2 separate regions of the Rattus norvegicus genome follow, and region 2 is linked to region 1. The links are chromatin contacts, called in public Hi-C maps. All regions are on one chromosome and are shown on one strand. The core of a region is the stretch at or near the end of the contact, and the rest is flanking DNA. Distances in the headings are between cores, read along the strand shown.

Region 1 (5,491 bases), core at 1,481-3,980:
TATAGCACCTCTCTTTCTGGGTGCTCATTCTCACTGGGTCTTAGTTCAAATGTCACAACCTTAGAGAAACCTGTTGTAACCATTCTAAAGTTCACTGTCACGTGCCTTGTCTGTCTCCTTGTAGTGCTGTACCAGAATTTTAGCTGACACGTTCACACAGTATCCTCCTCAGTCATTGTCTAGGGGCCTTGTCAACTCCACCTGTTGGTGTATCCCTCAAACCTTGAACAATGTTTGGCATATTATCACATTGAATGCTATGTGATTTATTTCATTATTTCTGGACTTCCTTTGCTCCACAGATGCTAGGTAAGGTAACTAGGTTAAGGGAACAGAGGGGTGTAGACGTCTGTTCTACTACTTGGTTTGATTTGTTTTATGCCTCTGGGCCGGTTTCGTGCCTCTGGACTTCCACACGTGCAGTTCCCTCTCCCTGGAACGCCTTTTCCTTGCCGATTTTATTTTCCCATTTTGTGGCTTAGTTGAGCTTCACTTCTCTCTGTATACCCTCTGCAGTTGCAATCCTCTCCTTTGGCAGGACAGTTTCTCCTTTAAGACCTGTGTGTTTTTGAGCAATGTGGATCTATACGTCCATAATAAAGCTCATATTAAAATTATAGCATTAGGTTGGGACACTAGCTTAGCTGACAAAGTGCTTACTACATGTTGAATTGAGTTTGATTCCCAGAACAAGTGTGTGTGTGTGTGTGTGTGTGTGTGTGTGTGTGTGTGTGTGTGTAAAATCTGGGTTTGGTGGTGTGTGTAATCCCAAAGTCCTGGGAAGGCAGAGATATGTGGATCCCTAAACAAACCTTAAAAGGTGAGCCCCAGGACACTGAGAGGCTCTGTCTCAGAAAAACAAGGTAGACACTACCTGAAGAAGTCTACCCCGTACACACACACACACACACACACACACACACACACACACACACACACACAGAGAGAGAGAGAGAGAGAGAGAGAGAGAGAGAGAGAGTCATGATCCCAGGGTTGTCTTCCCATGATTCCCCTTCTAGAAACGGCTACCTTCCACTTACACTCACGTGGATCTCATGTGGATATCACAGGCTCCATTTTAATGATCCTGTGTCTTTGTAAAACCACACTTGGCCCTTGCTGATTCGTTGAGGTTCTGCCCCTAACCGAAGAGGAGGAGGAGGATGCCCTTAGTCAAGAGTCAGTGGGTATAGGGTTTTGAGCTCTTGGCCCAAACAGAGTCATCAAAGGCTTTCCCTAGGAATTATGGTATTGCAACCAAGAAGTCAGCGTCTCTGGCTTTGACAAAGTGCACTTTATAGCTATGACAGCCCCATTTTCTGATATGAAGGCCAAGGAGTAGAAGTTTTTATAGAGAGAACAGTGAAATAAATGAGCGGAGGGGAAGGCCTGAGCACTTGAGTTCCTAGTCTGAATGTTTCTAGAAGTATATTCCACTCTATATTCCTGTAATGAAGTATGTATATGCTAAGATACTTACAATGAACTCTGCTTTGTGCAAGGCCCCTTTATGTTGAGTTTCTGTCACCACCAAGGCAAGTGAGTAAGTATAAACACACAGTTCTAACTAATATAAATTGCCTTGTGCGTCTTTGAATTCCCAGTGTTTAGCACAGTCTTTAGCTTAGCATAGACTCATTAGCTAAATTAGTAAATTAATTAATCCCAACTCCTGTATCATATACAACACCAAACAAAAAATGCCTCCTCTTGTAAAAGAGCAAATACAATGGTGTAGTTGTGTTTCAGCTTGTAAAACAAAGCTGCCTGCTTTACTCTAAACAGAGTAGAGCATATCTTCAAAGCGAGCAAGTCTACAGAATACTTTAACTCAATTACAAACGAAGATTTGTTAGGCGATGTGAATCTTTATACAACCTATCATTGTTGGGTTAAATTTACTTGGTATGGGCTGAACAGCACACCAAGGAGAAAGAAAATTATTAGAGTTGCAACGTATTTTTTTTTTTTTAATCTCAGGCTTCCTATTTAGGGTCCTGTAGCCAAACCTCCCTGGGCTAATGGAACCTCCCTGGGCTTCAGTGTCCTTCAAATACAAAGGAGAGGTGGCGCTAAGGATACAGGCTTAGATGGAGGCTGCTTTCCTAGTCCCCTGCCATGAGAACGATTATTTATAATCTAGATAATAAAGCAGTAAAATAAGATGTGCTATCAGAGTTGTAACCACACTACCGCCTGTGATCAGTGTGTGACAGTCACTGTCAAGTGTCTCCTAGAGGAAAAACAACTCGTTTGGTCCAGTGTTAGCAAGAATGAGGAGTGCCTGAGTCTAGAGCTACAGCACCAGCTAAAAAGGCAGGCGTCTGTTACTGGGCAGGGAGCGATGGCAAAGACTGGAGGCTTCCTGGAGCTGGTTGGCTAGCCACCTTAGTCCAATTTGTGAGCTCCAGACTGAGTGAGAGGCACTGTTTCAAAATAAGGTAGAGAAAGACAGAGGTAAGAACTGACCTTGACCTCTGGTCTTCACAGCTTAAACACATGCATGCATGTACACACACACACACACACACACACACACACACACACACACACACACACTAAAAACTGAAAGTTCCTCTTAGACCCATGTGGGGATGATTTGGAACCCTTGGTGTCTTTCCTTTCTCCATCTTCATCATTTCTCCTTGAAAGCTGCTCCTCCAGGCAGGAATGTTTTCTAACAACAGCGTGTTGGCCCTGCTTACATTTTATTTTGAAGGAAATCCAAACCAGTGAACAAGCAAGTAAGTGGAAAGGCATGCTGTTGGGGAGGGGCAGGCATGCAGGGATCATTCTGTTCAGATCATCTAAAAATACATCATCAAAGACACTGTCCTCCGAGGGTGGGGCTTGTGGAGAGCCGCTGGTTCAGGGTACCAAGCTCACCCCAACCTGGAAAGGAAGGAGAGACCGGAAGCCACCCAGCTTAATCACAGTCCCTCTACAGGACCCGTTTTCCTACCCTCTTCCTGCCAGTGCTCTCCAAGAATTGTAGGAAATAGAGGTCCAACGTGGAAAAAAACAACACTTAGCAAAGAAAATGATAAACATTCCTACCCAGGTCCCGTTTCTGAGAACACATTGAATTAGTTTTTGAGGAATTGAGTCATCGGAGAAATGACCAGAAGGAAGCCGGGGAAAGCCCACCTAGTAGCCCCACCAACTACTAGGTAGACTCTGAGGCGGTGGGGGCACCGTGTTTGGGAACCCTGAAGGGCAGTCAAAATGACTAACAAGAAAACCGCACACGTACTAGGAAACTCCCCCAGTGATTAAAAACTTTGTTTGTGATAATATGCATACTACCACAGGAAGCATACAAGGACACCCCGATGTTTCCCTTGTGTGGACTAGGGTGATTCCTGCAGACATCTTAAAGAGCTGAGAGGGGCCGGAATAGTACAGGTGGTGGATAATTCATAATTAGTGTGTGCTCAAGTCTCCTCAATGCTTGTAAAATTAATCTTAGAATATTTTTGGAAGTAATTCTAAACTGCAAGAGGAAATCCTGTTTAAAAGACCTGGTGCAGGAGGGGAAGTGGCCTGGTGTCTCCCTCCTCCTATGTCTTTTTTTTTTATTTGCAGTCGCTGCAGCACTGCTGAAGGAACAAAGCCCAGAGAGGCCTAGCAATGGGCCTCAGGCCACACAGCTCACCAGAGGCACAGCCGGAGAGCTAGGGAGATAAATCTAGAGCCTTCTTCACCTATCTTTGTCTTCTAGTAGGCTGTTTTACACATGACAAGAAAGGCGTGTAACGTAGACACAGATCTTTGTCCTAATTGGAATGGAATTAGGGGTTTTTCTCTCACTGTGTTCTCTGCTCTTGGCTCTCGTGGAGCTGCCTTGAAGAATCCCTATGTTTCCCTCTGTCACAGGTGGATGTCACAGGTACGAATGAGGAGGAACTCATCTTTCTGTTAAGGTGAGTAGGCGTGCCTTCCCTGAAGGTAGGAGTTCACCATGAACTGTCAGCACACAGAGTTCAGCTGTTTGCAGGGCTAGATGGAAGGTTCTAGTAGTTTATCTCACTCTGAAAGGGCAGACCTTGTGCTATGCCCTGTGGAAGAGTCCCTGGGTAAGATGCTTTGCTCCTTCCTCACCTATGGCTTACCTATGACTACCTGAGCTCTAGAAGGATGAACACATATTCCTTGCCAGGGTTGAGTCCCTGGCCCTGAACAAGCAAAATTGTTTTCTTTCAGGAAACCAGAATGGGGGACCAGGAGATTATCAGCTTCTGTGGGGAGTCAGGTGATAAGTCATGCCAGGAAAGAAACTCAAAGTGGGGGAACTGTGGTGGAAACTAACATTGCACCATATGCAAGAAATAAGGAACCAAGGGAATTGGGAGACACAAATGAAGTGGGGAGGCAGAAAGGAGGGGGAAGTGTGGAAGGGAAAAAGGAAGGGAGGAGGAATGGGGGGAGGGAAGAGGGAAAGAGAGAAAATCCTTACATTCCCACAGGGAGTATTTTTCCCACAGTAGCTTTTCCACACCCCCACCTCTGCATCTTTCTCTGAATCCTGGATACAACGGTAATATGTGGGGGTTTTGTTTTTGTTTTTTGTTTTTTGCCTTTCTTTGCATGTCTTAGAGAGGACATGTTGGCTTCTGATTCATGGAAAAGCAATAGAACGGAAGATACCTTGCTCTGAGCCAGGTGAACAGGTGCTGGGAAGGGGTGCCCCTTTGAAAACAGGGGAACCAAACACAAGGCTACAGAAGAGAGCGAGTGAAAACAGAGGAGACGGGGTGTGGGGAAGGCCACCCATCCCTGCCTGCTTGTGAGCCCCGGCAGCAGGGGAAGATGGCTGACTTCCAGACACCCATCGACTCCCTGCCCAGCCAGTTGCATTTTCCATCCCCCAGAGCCAATCAGCTGCTCATCACGGCTGCACGGGGAGAGCATCAAAGGGATTTAATAATGGTTGGCAAATGTCAAATTACATTGAATCTAAACCAAATTCCAGACATTTAGGACTGTGCAGTCATTAACAATCAATTAGCGCTCTCACTTTTCAGTCAAAGCATTTTTATGCTATTTCCTTTCCAGGATCAGGAAGCATGCTTTGCCTGCCCCCTCCCCCACCCCCGCCCCCAGCAGTAGCAGGACAAGGCATGGGGCGAGCTTAGTCAGTGGAGGAACAATTGAGTCTCTGTTCTCATTGTGGCTTTACTTTCTCTTATTTGTTCTCCCGATAGAATTTTTTCAGGAGGAAACGTTTCGAGTTTGTACATTCCGTCCTGCAAACGTGGCTTTGGGGAAGAGAAGTCGTCTTTCCTCTTTTATGGGCAAACACAAAGGAATGAAAAGCAGAGCTGTGGAGAGTCATCCACACAACGGTTTTCTCGAGTTGGACACTAAGGGGTCTGTGCACCGAGGAACCACACATTCCAACCACAAGGGAGGGCGTTCTGTGAACTCATGTCACCTCTAACGGCTCAGCGCTAGGTGCAGGGGGATCACATTCCAGCAGCAGGGCCAGTAA
Region 2 (5,491 bases), core at 1,949-4,448, 260 kb after region 1:
CAGAGCAGGGTCCAGTCTACTTGGGACATGACATTGGTTCCGTATTTCCTCTTGTCCACATTGATTACTGTCACCTAGCCATCACCTGGATGTATCGGGGCACATATGGGCCTTGTGATACTGAAAGGTCACAGAACTCAGGAAAATCAAACTAAAAGATAAACATGAAACCAGGTATATAAGAAAGAACACACATTTAGAATAAGAAAGCAAAACCAGGTGCATTTGTAGTGAGCAAATATTGCATACATTATAAATCCAGAACAGTGATGTAATCATTTATGAGTCAACGTCTGACACACCTCTACAATTACTGTCCCTTTAAACTGTGGGCTGGATGGTCTCATCACTTGTTCATGTGAGAATGGTTATGTAATAGTTTTATGAAGGGGAAATAGAATGATAATTTGCCTTTGCTCTTTCATCGTTGTTCAAATGTTTCCTTTCATTATCTATGGTTCAAAAAGGGCTTCCTTCAATCTCATAACCCATTAGAGGCATTGCCTTAGAAGCCTCTAAGATGGCTATCAAATAAAGAATACATGGACCAAGCTTTTTCTCACATATATGAAGCATGGGATTTGCAAGTATTTTCTATAGAGTAGCTTCTGGCTGTGCATATTTAAAAATCTGCTTTTTCCCCGTTTACAAAGTTCTACCATCTTCAGGCAGCTTATTGATAACCTATAAGAAAATTTCTTTACCTCCATACCCAAGCAACCTGAATTCTCAGGGACATACTCTCTTCCTGTCCCTTGGTACCACTTTGTACAGGAGAGGAAGTCTTTGGGAGAAGGGAGGCTAGTGTACCCAAAGCAGATTCCCTGTTTCTTTTTAAACTCCAAATTCATAACAGCCTGGGATCCTGATAAAAAATATTTTGTACATCTGAGTTTAGTGGAAGACACCTTTAATCTCAGCACTTAGAAGGCAGAGACTTGGATTCCTGTTGGAAGCTATCCTGGTGTACAGAGAAAGTTTCAGGTAGTCAGGGCTACATAGAGAAACCCTGTCTCAAACAAACAAACAAACAAACAAACAAAGCAGATAGATGGATGGATGAATGGATAGACAGATAGATAGACAGACAGATAGATGATGGATGGGTGGATAAATAGATAGATGATAGATAGATAGATAGATAGATAGATAGATAGATAGATAGATGGATAGATAGATAGATAGATGGGTGGGTGGATGGATGGATAGATAGATAGATGATAGATGGATGGATAAATAGATAGATGATAGATAGATAGATAATAGACAGCATATAGATAGATAGATAGATAGATAGATAGATAGATAGATAGATAGATAGATAGATAGATAGATAGATAGATAGATGGGTGGGTGGGTGGGTGGGTGGGTGGGTGGGTGGGTGGGTGGGTGGATAGATAGATAGATAGATAGATAGATAGATAGATAGATAGATAGATAGATGATGGATAATTTTGTTCAAACAGAGTCTACCTCGATCTCTTACTCCCACAGGCAAACCCTCTGCTTAGTTTGAGTATTCTTTGGTCAACCTCAGATCCATGAGTACGGAACCTTGTAAATGAAAAACCTTAAGGTTACAATTCATTGACTTCGCAGTAAATCCATCCTTTTGTGGCACTCAGAGACTCTTCAGTAGAAACCCTTTAACCCTGGACCTTAAAGGAATGTGGTGGTTACCCTATTCACCAAAAGAGTATTTCATAAAAATCCCATCGCTATACCAGAATGAAAAACAAACAGAAAAAGCCCTTGAAAAAGCTGAAAGTTATGGAAACATGCATGGCTGGTTCTGACTACAGTGGTGCCTTTCTGGAAAATAATAAACTGTTTGCAAACGTCTGTCTGTTCTGGACCATCAATGGCTGACTCTGGTATCTCCCAGGGGACAGGCATGTCACCATGTGTACCTTGTGCACCCATCCATCTATCTATCCATCTCCCCGTCCCTCCTTCCCTCCCTCCCTTTCTTTCTTTTTTCCTTTTAACAAATTTCTTTTAATTTTTGAAAATGCCAAAACTTTAAGAACAACTTGAACATTTGGTCTACCAAAATCAAAATGCAATGTTTTAGAACTTTCTAGCTTTAGCCAGTGTTTGTTTGTTGCTTGTTTGTTTGTTTTTAAGATTGTAAGTAATTTAATCACACCATTTCTCCCTTCCCTGTCCTCTCTCTGAACCCCCCCATTTACCCCTCCCCACTTTCCTTCAAATTTCTTAGCCACTGCTTTCTCTTCCTGTGTCAAATGTGGGAGGGAAGAGAAGGGAAGCAGCATCCACCCATCAAAGAGCCTAGGTTAAGAAAAACAGAAATTAAAAAAAAAAAAAGACAAAAAAATCCGTGGGACCCAGGTACCCAGAGAATTGACTTCTCCAGTACCCCATCTCCCTGCCAGCCCTTTGATCCTCTGAAACCGCTACCCTCCGATGGCCTCTACCTGTAAGGTCAGGACCTTGGCCATACGCCAGGTGAATCCAGATAAGAGCTCCCAGAGACAGCTGCAGAGGAGGCCTGCACCTTTTGTTCAGAGTGTATCCCTCAGTGCACACACCCTGTTCTCTTCAGTTTCTTCAGGTCTGGGTCTCCCTAGACCCCCAGAGTTCCAACTTTCAGACACTTTTATCCACATTCAGGGCAAGAGATAATAAGGTCCCTTGCCTTAAGGTATGTGTCCTTAAACAGAACAAAACCTTGCACAAAACCTTAAGGTTTAAACAAAATGTCTTATAGACTAAAGGTTTAACAAAAAAAAATGTCTAGGCTCTTTAAATAAGATGTGACACTAATCCTCACCACCTCCACTGAATGGGCAGAAATAAAGAAGCAGAGTTGGGGTCATTAGCTCAGAATGGGAGTGGCAGGCTTATAAGGTGAGCCGGCTGACTGTGGTGTAAGTTCAGAGATCAGGGTAGGGGGCCAGCAGCAGGCTGGCACTGCCATGCGTACTATCCTGCTGGCTACACGCACATTCCCAAAGGGAGGTGCCAGTTCCCAGCAGCTCATTTTGTATTCCTTGCACTGTGAGCAGCAACCAGCCCAAGGGAGTGAGGAGCTGGGAGGGGCACACAGAAAGAGAAGGACACATTTAAAAGGAAAGATTTACGAGGCCGTGAAGATGCTTCGCCCTGGCTCCTGAGTGCAGGAGTATGACTTATTTATTTTATTTTCCTTTGTAACCAAAACCTTCCCTGGACTCCCATTGGCCTCAGCAGAGAAGGGAGAGAGGGCTGGCCCGTCAGGCGTTGAGCGCTGGGCCAACGGGAGATAGTGTGGCGTGATGCTGACGCAGCCCACTGACAAGCCAGACAGAGGCCCAAGGGAGCCGCTGGGAGCTGAGCCGCCAGAGCCAGGCAGGTAGCAAGCTGTCAGACTGGGGAATTGTGCAGAGGCACTGCCGGTGGGGTGGGGCCAGGCTGCCGAGACAGGCAGGACAAGGTGTGACTCTGTTGCTCAAACATAACTGTTCACCAACTCTGCTTTGAGCATGCCCAGCTGCATCAGCATCGACCGTTTCCTTTCCCTCCCTCATTTCTATGAAGACAGAGAAAGCCAGACCAAGAGCCCATGCAAACGAATTAGCGATATTAAAAGAGGACTTAGTAGTCAGCTGCCTCAGTGGACAGCAGCTGTCCTGGGGCAGCCTATTGGATAGAAATGAGCTTCTGTTCTGGGAGTCAGGCTGGGGCTAAAAGGAATTTTGCATAGTACTGGGGATTTCTGTGCTCCTGGTTCTAAAGAACAAACTTTTGAACTACCTATGGCCTGGCGAATTGCCTGTCTACAACCCAGGCCTCCCAAAGAAAGAAGGATGGGGTACTCAGTCTGGTACTCTCTTTTGATGGTATGAAAGTTAGGGGTGAAGAGAGCAAGGCCCCTGGTAAACCTCAATTTTCTTCAGGGACCCCAAAATTCTCAGTGACGTGCCCCTTCATAGCAGATTGTAGCATTTTTCTTTTTCTTTTCTTTCTTCTTTTTTCAAAGCCCTCCCATTTGGGGAAATAAATCAACCATTTAGGGCAAAAGCAATAAATGAATAATATATAAATGCATAAATAAAACTTTGTGGCTGGGTGTGCTGACCCACTGTGCTCTCAGAACTTTTCAGAACTGTGAGCATATCCGACTACCCTCTCCCTTGATAGTGCAGCACACATCAGCTTACAGCACACAGAGCAGGTCCTAAGTTTCACTCCTTAAATGACAGGGCAGACAGGACTAATATAGTGGCCAGAGCATTCAGACTTATTTGATCCACAGAGACATTCAGAAGCCTAATGGTCATATCCTTCTTGGAGCTGAAGACCCTTCAGCTCTGCCTAGCTACCCCTATCTAGAGAACAGGTAATGTCATGTCCTATCTATGGATGGAACGATAAAGGCCTCACAGTCTATCTGGGGAGATGGTGAACTTGGAGAAATAGTGTCACATTACCTAAGGCCCTAATGTTATGAGAGGCCATTATAAACCTTGGGTGGCACTTCAGAGTGGCTATAGAAGCCAGTCTGCAGGCCTGAAGCAGGTTGACCATGAACCACTGCACATCTGTATAAGGGCTGAGAAAGTATGAGAAACTCCTGAAGGTGGAAAATCCCCCAGAGGAGGGGAGAAGGTGCTATAATACACGAAAGCAATGTGGACACTGTGAAGGCCCAAACGTCAGGAGAGTGCTGTTTTACCCATTGAATTCCCATTGAATTCAAGTGTCTTTCCATCTCATGCTCTGTATGTCTATGATAAGTTTTCAACTAATGAGCCAATGAGAAGAGATCCTGCCTACTTCCAGTGGTCACTGGAACAGACTCCTTAGAAATAAGCCACGTTCTCACCTCAGGAAAACCCTTCTACCTCAAATTGGAAACCCAGATGTGTTTTGTTACAGTAGATATTTTTTTTCTTGCTGTGTTTATATTCCTGAAAGGAAGCAACACACAGGAACTGTCCCCACAGAAAATCCTGTTCAAGTTAACCCCTTGCTTCTCAGGTCTCCTTCTGTCATTCATTGCCACAGAACCACCCTCCCGGACTCTGTCATAAACTGTCTACACAGTGACCAGTTTTAACACACCTCCAACGAGCCATTAACTGTTATTACCATGGAGTCTGTGAAGCAGCTCGCACAGATTGCCCACCCCAAAGCCAACACAAGCAATTACATAGCTTGTTGACATGCAGCCCTTTGTCAGGCTTTATATACAGATCAGGACCTGTACTGCTGGGGTCAGTCCACATCAGGGTCGCCTGAAATGGGGTCAGCCTGAGTCAAGGGACCTCATGATTTGGATTTTGATTGCATTCTGGGGACCCGCCAGATAAAATGTCCAGTACTTGGTAGGTTCCCTCCTCCCCTCCCCCTCCCTCTCCCCCTCCCCCTCTTCCTCCCCCTCCCCCTCCAGCTTTATCGTACTCTAGCAGGTGTGAGACCAGATGGTTGACTTTGTCTCTCCGTTCCACTCACTCACTCATGTGTTCCTGGTAAGTGGAGATAGTAT

The links. A called contact is a pair of places that touch in the nucleus more often than the background predicts.
Region 2: a contact with region 1 is called in a Hi-C map of frontal cortex, with 1.5 times the contacts expected there. The contact joins two enhancer-like sites.

The regions. Positions count from the first base shown.
Region 1 is chr9:72,914,236-72,919,726 of GRCr8, forward strand. No RefSeq gene overlaps it. Among named protein-coding and RNA genes, the nearest start is that of Klf7, 100 kb to the right of the region's middle. Within about 2 kb of position 2,731, at least 36 of the 93 cell types and tissues checked have an H3K27ac peak or open chromatin away from gene starts, as enhancers often do.
Region 2 is chr9:73,172,108-73,177,598 of GRCr8, forward strand. No RefSeq gene overlaps it. Among named protein-coding and RNA genes, the nearest start is that of Klf7, 150 kb to the left of the region's middle. Within about 2 kb of position 3,199, at least 61 of the 93 cell types and tissues checked have an H3K27ac peak or open chromatin away from gene starts, as enhancers often do.